2 separate regions of the Sus scrofa genome follow, and region 2 is linked to region 1. Evidence: chromatin contacts called from public HiChIP or PLAC-seq data. All regions are on one chromosome and are shown on one strand. The core of a region is the stretch at or near the end of the contact, and the rest is flanking DNA. Distances in the headings are between cores, read along the strand shown. Region 1 has its middle 7.9 kb from the start of SLAMF9. Region 2 holds the start of SLAMF8 (SLAM family member 8).

Evidence for each region. HiChIP or PLAC-seq counts read pairs in DNA pulled down with a chosen protein or histone mark.
Region 2: a contact with region 1 is called in an H3K27ac HiChIP or PLAC-seq map of alveolar macrophages. The contact joins the promoter of SLAMF8 here to the enhancer-like site in region 1. A contact is called at or near these places in 12 of 47 Hi-C or Micro-C datasets (epiblast stem cells, fetal liver, liver and 7 more) and 1 of 2 datasets of contacts at active chromatin or transcription factors (alveolar macrophages).

Annotation. Positions count from the first base shown.
Region 1 is chr4:90,525,223-90,529,593 of Sscrofa11.1, reverse strand. No RefSeq gene overlaps it. Among named protein-coding and RNA genes, the nearest start is that of SLAMF9, 7.9 kb to the left of the region's middle. Within about 2 kb of position 2,948, at least 1 of the 83 cell types and tissues checked has an H3K27ac peak or open chromatin away from gene starts, as enhancers often do. A contact at or near this core is called in alveolar macrophages, where this site is marked.
Region 2 is chr4:90,671,001-90,675,547 of Sscrofa11.1, reverse strand. SLAMF8 (SLAM family member 8) reads left to right here and starts at 2,504. Exons shown (of 6, transcript XM_003125670.3): 1 at 2,504-3,292. The coding sequence starts at 3,205.

The sequences.
Region 1 (4,371 bases), core at 1,699-4,198:
TAACCCTCTGTACCACAAGGGAACTTCCTTCTTTTTCTTTTTTAAATGTCAAGGTTAAAAGAGAAATCTCTATAAACTGGAAGAAAAGTTATTTGCTGAAACTGAAGGATTGTGTGTGTGTGTGTGTGTGTGTGTGTGTGTGTGTGTGTGTGTGTGCGCGCATCAAAGGCGATACTTCAGGGGAATGGACAACATTTAATACAGATGTAGTAACACATCGTCCAGGTTTCTAGGGACAGTCCAAGTTTAAGTCTGTTGTTGGCCTAATTATTAATTTTGCCCCTTTTCACTCTTAGAAGGTATCCTGGTTTGTAGGGTAAATTACGCGATTACCCTAGAACAGGAGCAAAAATCTCAGAAAAGGAATCACAGTGAGATAGCAAAGCTTGAAGAGTTCAAGGCTACCCTTAACGTCTCTGGTCAAGAAACTGCCCCAAAGATCTGAGGAAGGTATTGGGGTGGGCAGGGGAAATGAGCACCCATCTGGAACAAACTGCTCCGTTTGGAACCTTCACCTGCAGAATGGGATGATCACAACATCTGCTTTGCAGGGTGGTTGTGAAAAGGAAATGAGATGATGCCTCTAAGGCACTCAGCACAGAGCGTCACACAGCGAGGGCAGCAGGCATGTGGGTCATGGTTTTTACTGAAGGTTAGTTAAGCGTCGAGATCATGGGCGTGGGGGTCGTGAAGACCTGGGGCCCCTTCGTTCTTGGCCAGAGCCTGCAGTTATTGAAGAGAATGCGCAAGAAGTCTCCAACAGAGGACACGTGCGTCGGTTGAGTGGAGACAGTTCACTGGCAGCACCCATCAGCCCCTGGTCTGAGGACACAGTGAGCATTGTCGCTGGCACTCAGCCCAGCTCAGTGTTTTCCAGGCCACCTGCCTGCTCACCAGATTGGCCTGTTATATACGTAGCATGCTTGGCTGAGACCCTTGAGAACATATGGCCTGACAGCTCATTCCTTGCCTTCTGGGCCTCCAAATCCCAGAGGGCTTCCTCTACACACACACACACACACACACACACACACACACACACACACACCCTTCCCTCAACTCTCCCTTTAAGTACAATTTGTCACAACTTCTTAGCTAAAACCGACTCACTGCCAGATGCTCTGCTTGCCCTCCTGCTTACTATTCTCAAAACGCAGGTTTTGTAACCTCAGCATTAGAATCACACGGAGGGCGGATTACAATGCTGAGTCCTTGGGCATTGTAAACCCAGGGGACCAGGATAGGGGAAGAGGGTGCCTACGAATCCCCCTGCTCATCCAGATCCCCCCAAGGGAGGGATTCCACTATACACTAAAGTTTGAGAATGGGAGTTCCCACTGTGGCTCAGTGGTATTGAATCCAGCAAGTGTCCATGAGGATGTGGGTTCAATCCCTGGCCTCACTCAGTGGGTTAGGGATCCAGCATTGCCGTGAGCTGTGGTGTAGGTCACAGATGTAGATGGGATCCCATGTTGCTGTGGCTGTGGTGTAGTCTGGCAGCAGAAGCTCCAATTTGACCCCTAGCCTGGGAACTTCCATATGACATAGGTGCAGCCCTAAAAATAAATAAATAAATAAATAAAGATTGAGATACTGGACACATACTTCCTGCTCTTTGTTCTGCTGAACCAGAGAGGAAGTTCCCCCGCTAGAGATGCCTTTGTCTCAGATCACAAAAGCTTTCTTTCCCCCTGAGTGGAGCTCTGAAACTCGGCCTTCTAGGGCTGGGCTTCCTAGGACAGGAGTGGGGCTCTGGGGGCTTTGCCTCTAGGGCTTGGAGAGCATTCTGTCCTGGACTATGGGCCAGAACTTCATCCCAAGACCTCCCCTCATGTTTATTCCTCAACAGGTGGGGTTGGTGATGCAGCACTTGTTTGCAAACAGGTTTCTGTCACTAAAAGAAAAAAAAAAGTTTAGCATCTACTAATCTTGTCCAACCCCTTATTTTACAAATTAAAAGCACAGGAGTTTCCCGTGTGGCTCAGCGGTAATGAACCCAACTAGTATCCATGAGGATGTGGGTTCGATCCCTGGCCTTGCTCAGTGGGTTAAGGATCCGGCGTTGCTGTGAGCTGTGGTGTAAGTCACAGACTCGGCTTGGATCTGGTGTTGCTATAGCAACTTCCCTAAGCTGTGGGTTCGGCCCTAAAAAGACAAAAAAAAAAAAAAAAATTACAAGCACAAAGAGCTGTGTAGCCCACAGCTGGACACTGCCTGGCCCTTCCCTGAGGTCCATTTAGTGAAGGGACTTCGAGACCGTAGGGTTGAGGCCCAAACCCAGGTCTCCTGGAGTCTTACAGGCAGAACTTTTGATGAACCTAATTTGGGATGTTAACAGAACTCTATCTGGCAATGTCCCAACACAGAAAGCCCTCAGTAAATATTAGTATTGTGGGTGTCACTATTAATTTGTATCTGTATTTGTTTTTATTGTTAATTTGTATTTGAGACCGGAGGCACTCAAAGAGAGCCTGAGGGGAACAGAGGGGGCAGCCTGAGGGAAGCCTGCTGGCCACCCAGACAGCTCCGAACAGAGTAAGACTTTTCTCAGCACTTTCAGCACTGCTCAGGCTCTAGCCCACCACACCACAGACTCAAAACTCCAGCTCACTGGGAGTTCCCGTTGTGGTTCAGCGATAATGAACCTGACTAGTATCCATGAGGATGTGTGTTTAACCCCAGTCTTGCTCAGAGGGTCAAGGATCCAGCATTGCTGCGAGCTGTCGTGTAGGTCGCAGACGCGGCTCAGATCCTGCGTTGCTGTGGCTCTGGTGTAGGGGGGCAGCTGCAGCTCTTATTTGACCCCTAGCCTGGGAACCTCCCTATGAGGCCGGTGCAGCCCTCAAAAGACAAAGCAAACAAACAAACCACCAAACCCTCCAGCTCATTAATGTCAGAGGTGATCAGAGTTTGAGTGACTGATTCATCTGATCAGAGCTGTGGTTGACTGATGTATAGAATTAGCCACTCATCCTGCACATTTAGGAAGTTCCAGTGAAGGGCCAGGCAGCGTCCAGCTGTAGGAAACATGGTTTTTTTACATTCCAGTTAGGGTCAGGGCTGGGGGAGGTAAGCCGTGCACAACAAACAAATGAGCAGCATCAAGTGATAAAGTACCGAAAGGGGAAACAAAATGGGATGAAGGGGTGCAGAAGGAGGGAGGCAAGAAGCCTACCTTATTGAGAGTGTAAAGTACATGATCAGTCTGGGGAGGTGTCAACAGAAGCCTGCCCCGGAGCATGGTATTAGCGGAAGGGAAATGACCATGATGCAACCATCTGGTGACAAATGCATATGTCAAATGCATATGATACTAACTCATATGATGTTCGTATCATTTGTTAGCAGAAGCTGGATGAAACTCTACAAGCATTCTGTAACCCTGTAGCTCTAAAAGTATCTCAAAATAAGAAGGTTCTAAACATGGAAAAATAAAAATAAAATATCGGCATATGCACAATGTGGTAAATGGAATGACTGGCCAACAGGGACCTGCTGTATAGCACAGGGAACTTCACCCAGCATTCTGTGATGGACAATGTGGGAAAAGAATCTGAAAAAGAGTGGATGTGTGTCCATGTATAATGGAATCACTTTGTTGTACTGCAGAAATTATCACAATATTATAAATCAACTATACTGCAATGAAACTTAAAGATGAAAATAAAATAAAAGGTCGGGTAACAATCTATTACATCCATCTCTGTCGTGCACTCCTTCCACCAGGATGCCAGGACACTGCGGTTTGGCTCACAGGCTCCTGGCAGAACCCAGGTGGCACCGTCAGGGTTTGCTTCCATGATTCTCCCTTCAATGAGTCTACACCACCCATCTCTTTTTTTCGCTTTTTTAGGGCTGCACCTGCAGCATATGGAGGTTCCCAAGCTAGGGGTCTGATTGGAGCTGCAGCCGCAGGCCTACACCACAGCCACAGCAACATCAGATCCAAGTAGTATCTGTGACCTACACCACCAGCTCATGGCAATGCTGGATCCTTAACCCACTGGTCGAGGCCAGGGATCAAACCTGCAACCTCATGGTTCCTAGTCGGATTCGTTTTTGCTGCACCGCAAAGGAAACTCCCGTCTCATTTTTCTAAGAAATTAAATACCTTCATTTGGGGAGTTCCCGTCGTGGCGCAGTGGTTAATGAATCTGACTAGGAACCATGAGGTTGCGGGTTCGGTCCCTGCCCTTGCTCAGTGGGTTAACGATCCGGCGTTGCCGTGAGCTGTGGTGTAGGTTGCAGACGCGGCTCGGATCCCGCGTTGCTGTGGCTCTGGCGTAGGCCGGTGGCTACAGCTCCGATTCGACCCCTAGCCTGGGAACCTCCATATGCCGCGGGAGCGGCCCAAGAAATAGCAACAACAAC
Region 2 (4,547 bases), core at 1,255-3,754, 150 kb before region 1:
GTTTTCCCAGAACACAGAGTGCCTCTCATCCTGATCTTCACCCTGAATTCCTTTCAGAGTGTATTGTAGGTCAGCAACTGCTGTAGCCAGCGATTTGATTCTTGTAGAACTGGATGGTGGGCAACATTCTTTATTTTACACGACTGTGCACCAGACCCTATCATTTTTATTTATTTATTTATTTATTTTGCTTTTCAGGGCCGCATCCAAGGGTCAAACCAGAGCTATAGCTGCCAGCTTACACCACAGCCACAGCAACGCTGGATCCGAGCTGTATCTGCGACCTACACAGCAGCTCACGGCAGTGCCAGATCCTTAACCCACCAAGCAAGGCCAAAGATTGAGCCCACATCCTTGTGGATCCTAGTCAGGTTCATTAATCACTGAGCCACAAGGGGAACTCCACCCTATTCTTTTTTTAAAATGTTTTTATTATAGTTGATAAGACCCTATTTTAAGTGGTTTCACCCTACAGCACCACTCTGAGGTCGATTCTGTTATTAATGCCTATTTCGTGGATAAAGACACAGAACAAAGAGAAGCCACTTTGCTCAAGGTTCCACAGCCAAGATCCAACCCTAGGAAGCCTGACTCTAGAGACTGAGTTCTTCAGTCCTACTCTCTCCTTCATCTGTTTGTGCCCTAAGGCTCTCCTCAAATACCACCCCCTCCACAAAGCGCTCCTGGCCCCCCACCCACCCAGCTGGCTCCAACCCATCTGTCCTCTGGCTCCCATAGCCTTCCATGCACACAGCTGGCGTTGCTCTGGCCACACTGATTGTAATTATCGGGTTACGTGTCTGTCTTCTAAACTGCAGAGTCCTTGGGGGCAGGGACTGTGCCTTTCATCTCTGTGTCCCCAGCACCTGGCACGTAGGTAGATGCTCAATAAATACCTGACACATGGATGACAGGATTGGCAGCAGAGTCCTAGGTGATTCCCCTCCTTTGAACTCCCTGCACCATAAGTGGGTGGCATCCAAGTTCCATCACGACGCTGGTTCTGCCCCCTTTCTCTCTAGAGAGTTCCTCTCTGCTTCAGCGGGAACCATCACAACAGCTGCTACCCAGGCTTCCCTGCATCTTCTTTCTCTCCCAGTCAGCCCTGCATGCTGTCCTCCCCTAGCAAAGTAGCCCCAGCTCAAAATGGATAAGCAGAGCTTCTCAGAGCGCTCCCTCCATCCTGCAGCCTGGAATCGCCTGGAGGACAGTGCTTGTTGAAACTACTGGCCCCAGGGAGTTCCCTTCATGGTGCAGCAGAAACAAACCTAACTGGAATCCATGAGGATGCGGGTTCGATCTTTGGCCTCATTCAGTGGTTTGGGAGTCACGTTGCTGTGAGCTGTGGTGTAGGTCACAGACATGGCTCGGATCCCACCGTTGCTGTTGCTCTGGCGTAGGCCGGCAGCTACAGCTCCGATTCACCCCCTAGCCTGGGAATTGCCATATGCTGCAGGTGCAGCCCTAAAGAGAAAAAAATAATAAAACACTGGCCCCAGCCCAGCCCCTCTGAACCAGAATGCCTGAGCACTCAGCCTGGGTGAGAGTCGCTGGTCTCCAGAGTTTGAAAAGCCTAAACTTCACCCAGTACTCAAGGCCTCCATAACCTGAGCCCAACCTCCCTTTCCATCTTACCCACAGCAGCCCTAAAGTTTCACCTCTCTGGTTCTTCACTGTCCTAGGAGCCCGCTTGAGACTTTCCCACTGCCAAGCCTCACACATTCTGCTTTCCTCTCATGCTCAGAGCCCTTTCCCAACCTCTGACCCTCCTGCTTTTCTCAGCCTATCCCAATCTCATGTCCATCTTCAAGATGCAGCTCAAATTCCACCTTTTAAGGAGGCATCCCATGCCCACATCCACCAGAGACCGCTTCCCACTGTAAGCTGCCTGGGCTGCCCTTTTGCACAGAGCCGTGTCTGTCTGCAGTGGGGCTTCCCTTCCCAGGGCGTATCTTGTTTCTACAATTTCATGGTGAGGGTCTGGAGGGCCGGACCCCATCCTGGAATCCTCCTGATCACCCACCACAGCATCTGCCACCTCCCTGACTGGGTCTGGACCGGAGCATCCAGAGTGACTGACAGGTCAGAAGCTATGCAGGACTAGATACCACGAGCCACAGGCAGGAAGCTCAGAGATTTTCCTCATCTTCTTGCGATGCCTTCCCTGACTCAAGAAACCAAGTACCTGGAAGTGAGAGGAGAAACGGGGTGGAGGGGGGTGACTGGCAAAAATGGACCACATTTCTAAGGCTCTACTTCTCTGTGACCTCTGAGAGGGGTTAGCCTCACTCTGGTTTTCAAACTTCCCTGTCTCTAACAGGACAATCATAAGACTCTCTTGGAGAAGAGTTGCGGAGCTTCCAGGAAGCAAAATATGTAACCACATCTAGAATTCATGCTTGCGTTTATCAAACATTCAAAACATCCATGAGGTGCCCAGCACGGACGGGGATGCAGAAGTGAATACATGACCTTGGCAGCAAGCAGTCAGTAGACATGAGAAAACTGTTACAAAACAACATGCTAAGAGTGATAACAGAAGAGCTGGGGTGGGGGTGGAGGGAAGGAGGGGAGGTTCCTCTTGCTGCTTTGTGGTGCAGTAGCCTTGGGCGGGAGTCCGGCTGGCCACCTAGCCCACATAGCCATGCCAAGTCCAACACATGAAAGTATGGAATAGGTAGTTCTAAGAAGAGGTAGATCTGGCTTGGCATGGCTGGAGAGCAGAGTGGCCATGGGACACGGGGCTGGAGAAGCAGCTGGAGCTGGACTTGGAAGAATCTTGGATGCTACGCCAAGAGTTTAGTCTTTATCCTGAGAGTGGTGTGAGGCCACGGAAGAATCTGAAGCAGAGGAGAAGTAATGATGGGAATTGCAGTTTAGAGGGGTCTCTGTGGCTGCAACGGGAATGCCAGGAGGCAGCAGGGCAGAGCGGGATGCAGAGAGGCCCTACCGGGAGTCAGAGAGGAAGATGTGGGCTTGTGTGTGGGCGCCGGTCGCTTGCATTGGCCAACCATATGCACTCAAAAGAGGCTGACTTACAAGAATCAGCTCCTGATAGAGTCCAGCTAGTCTCGAGGCCAACTTCCACTTTCCTCTGGATGTTTTCACTTTTGGGGCATCTTGTTCTGAGTCAAGATTCCTTCTTCTGAACACGGGACTTTCCAAAAGGACCACAGCTCCTTCCGTGTATCCACTCAACTTGGGATGTGTTGGATTTTGGTTGTTGAGGGAGCTCACCTGCCTCTCTGGAGTATGGCCGTGTGGTCCCTGTGGAGTCTACTTCTCTGCGAAGGTAAGCGGGGCAGGCGGAGGGTCTGGTCTCAGAGAGCTGAAGGTCCCTCGTCAGACTTCTGAGCAGGACCCCCTCTCCCCATCCCAAGTGTGCACACAGGAGCTGAGGAGGGCTGGGAAGACTGAAGCAGGTTCTTCGGTAACCTTGAAAGCTCACAAGAGGCAGAGAGGTGCAGGGTCCTGGGTAGAAGGATGGCAGCCCAAGGACCCCCATGTCCATGAGACACGAGCTGTTTTGTGGCCCATAAAACTGAGGCTGGTGATACCATTTGTTTTGAAAGAGATGGTTGTGAGAATGGTCAGGGGCTGGCGATGTTAACATATGCAACTTGTAAGGACAATCTGGGGAGGGCAGGGCTCTTACAATCTGAGGATGTCTTTCCAACAGCCTGTGGGAAAGCTGCAGCCTCTCCCTGCAGGTCTGTGGGAGTGGAAGTGGATATTGAGGAGGAATGAGAGACAAGAGCAAGTTAATATCATGCCTGTGGACTTGGGGTGGCCAGTAACTGAGTGATGTCAGAAGAGACACGTCAGGGGTCTTCAACACGGGGCGACCACCCCCTCATCCTGTATGGTGCCTGACTTCCCTCCCTCCGTTAACAAGTGGTCAGTGTGACAAGGGCCAGCACCCCTAGGCTAGGGGATAGGAGGCATGGGGCTTAGCAAAGGTGCAGACACTTTTGTTTGCATCAGAGACTCGTAGGGACTCTGAGATGACTTTGTCCAGTGTGCCCACCTGAGTTCCTGGTACCAAAAGCCCTGCAGACTTCTACATGTCTAAATGCGAGATGGAAATCCTGCAAAAAGAAAAAAAGAAAAAAGGAAATCCATTTGGCTCACAGATCTTTTAAATCCTTGAACGTGGGGAGCAAAAATGAGTTTTCTTATTGGTAAACAAGATGAGTAGCACTGATTGGGTGCACTCCCTCGTTGTACAGATGGGACCTAGAAAAGTAGGTGATAGGCTGAAGGTCCACGCAGCTCCTCTGCAGCAGAGCCAGGGCAGGAGAGCCCAGGAATCTTGATTGGCATCCAGTGCTATGCTCTTTCTATATGACGTCTCTACTGTGCATTAGCCCTGAAGCCATCCCCAGTCAGGACTGAGATGATTGGGGCTGGGAGTCCGTTAGATGGGTGGGAGGGCTGGAGTCACCAGAGGCTAGCTGAGTAAGCACCCAGAACACATCTCTTCACCCACACTCGCAGCACTGGGGTGCGGTCCTCCCCTGCTCTTATTCTGCTCTGCATCCCAGTGC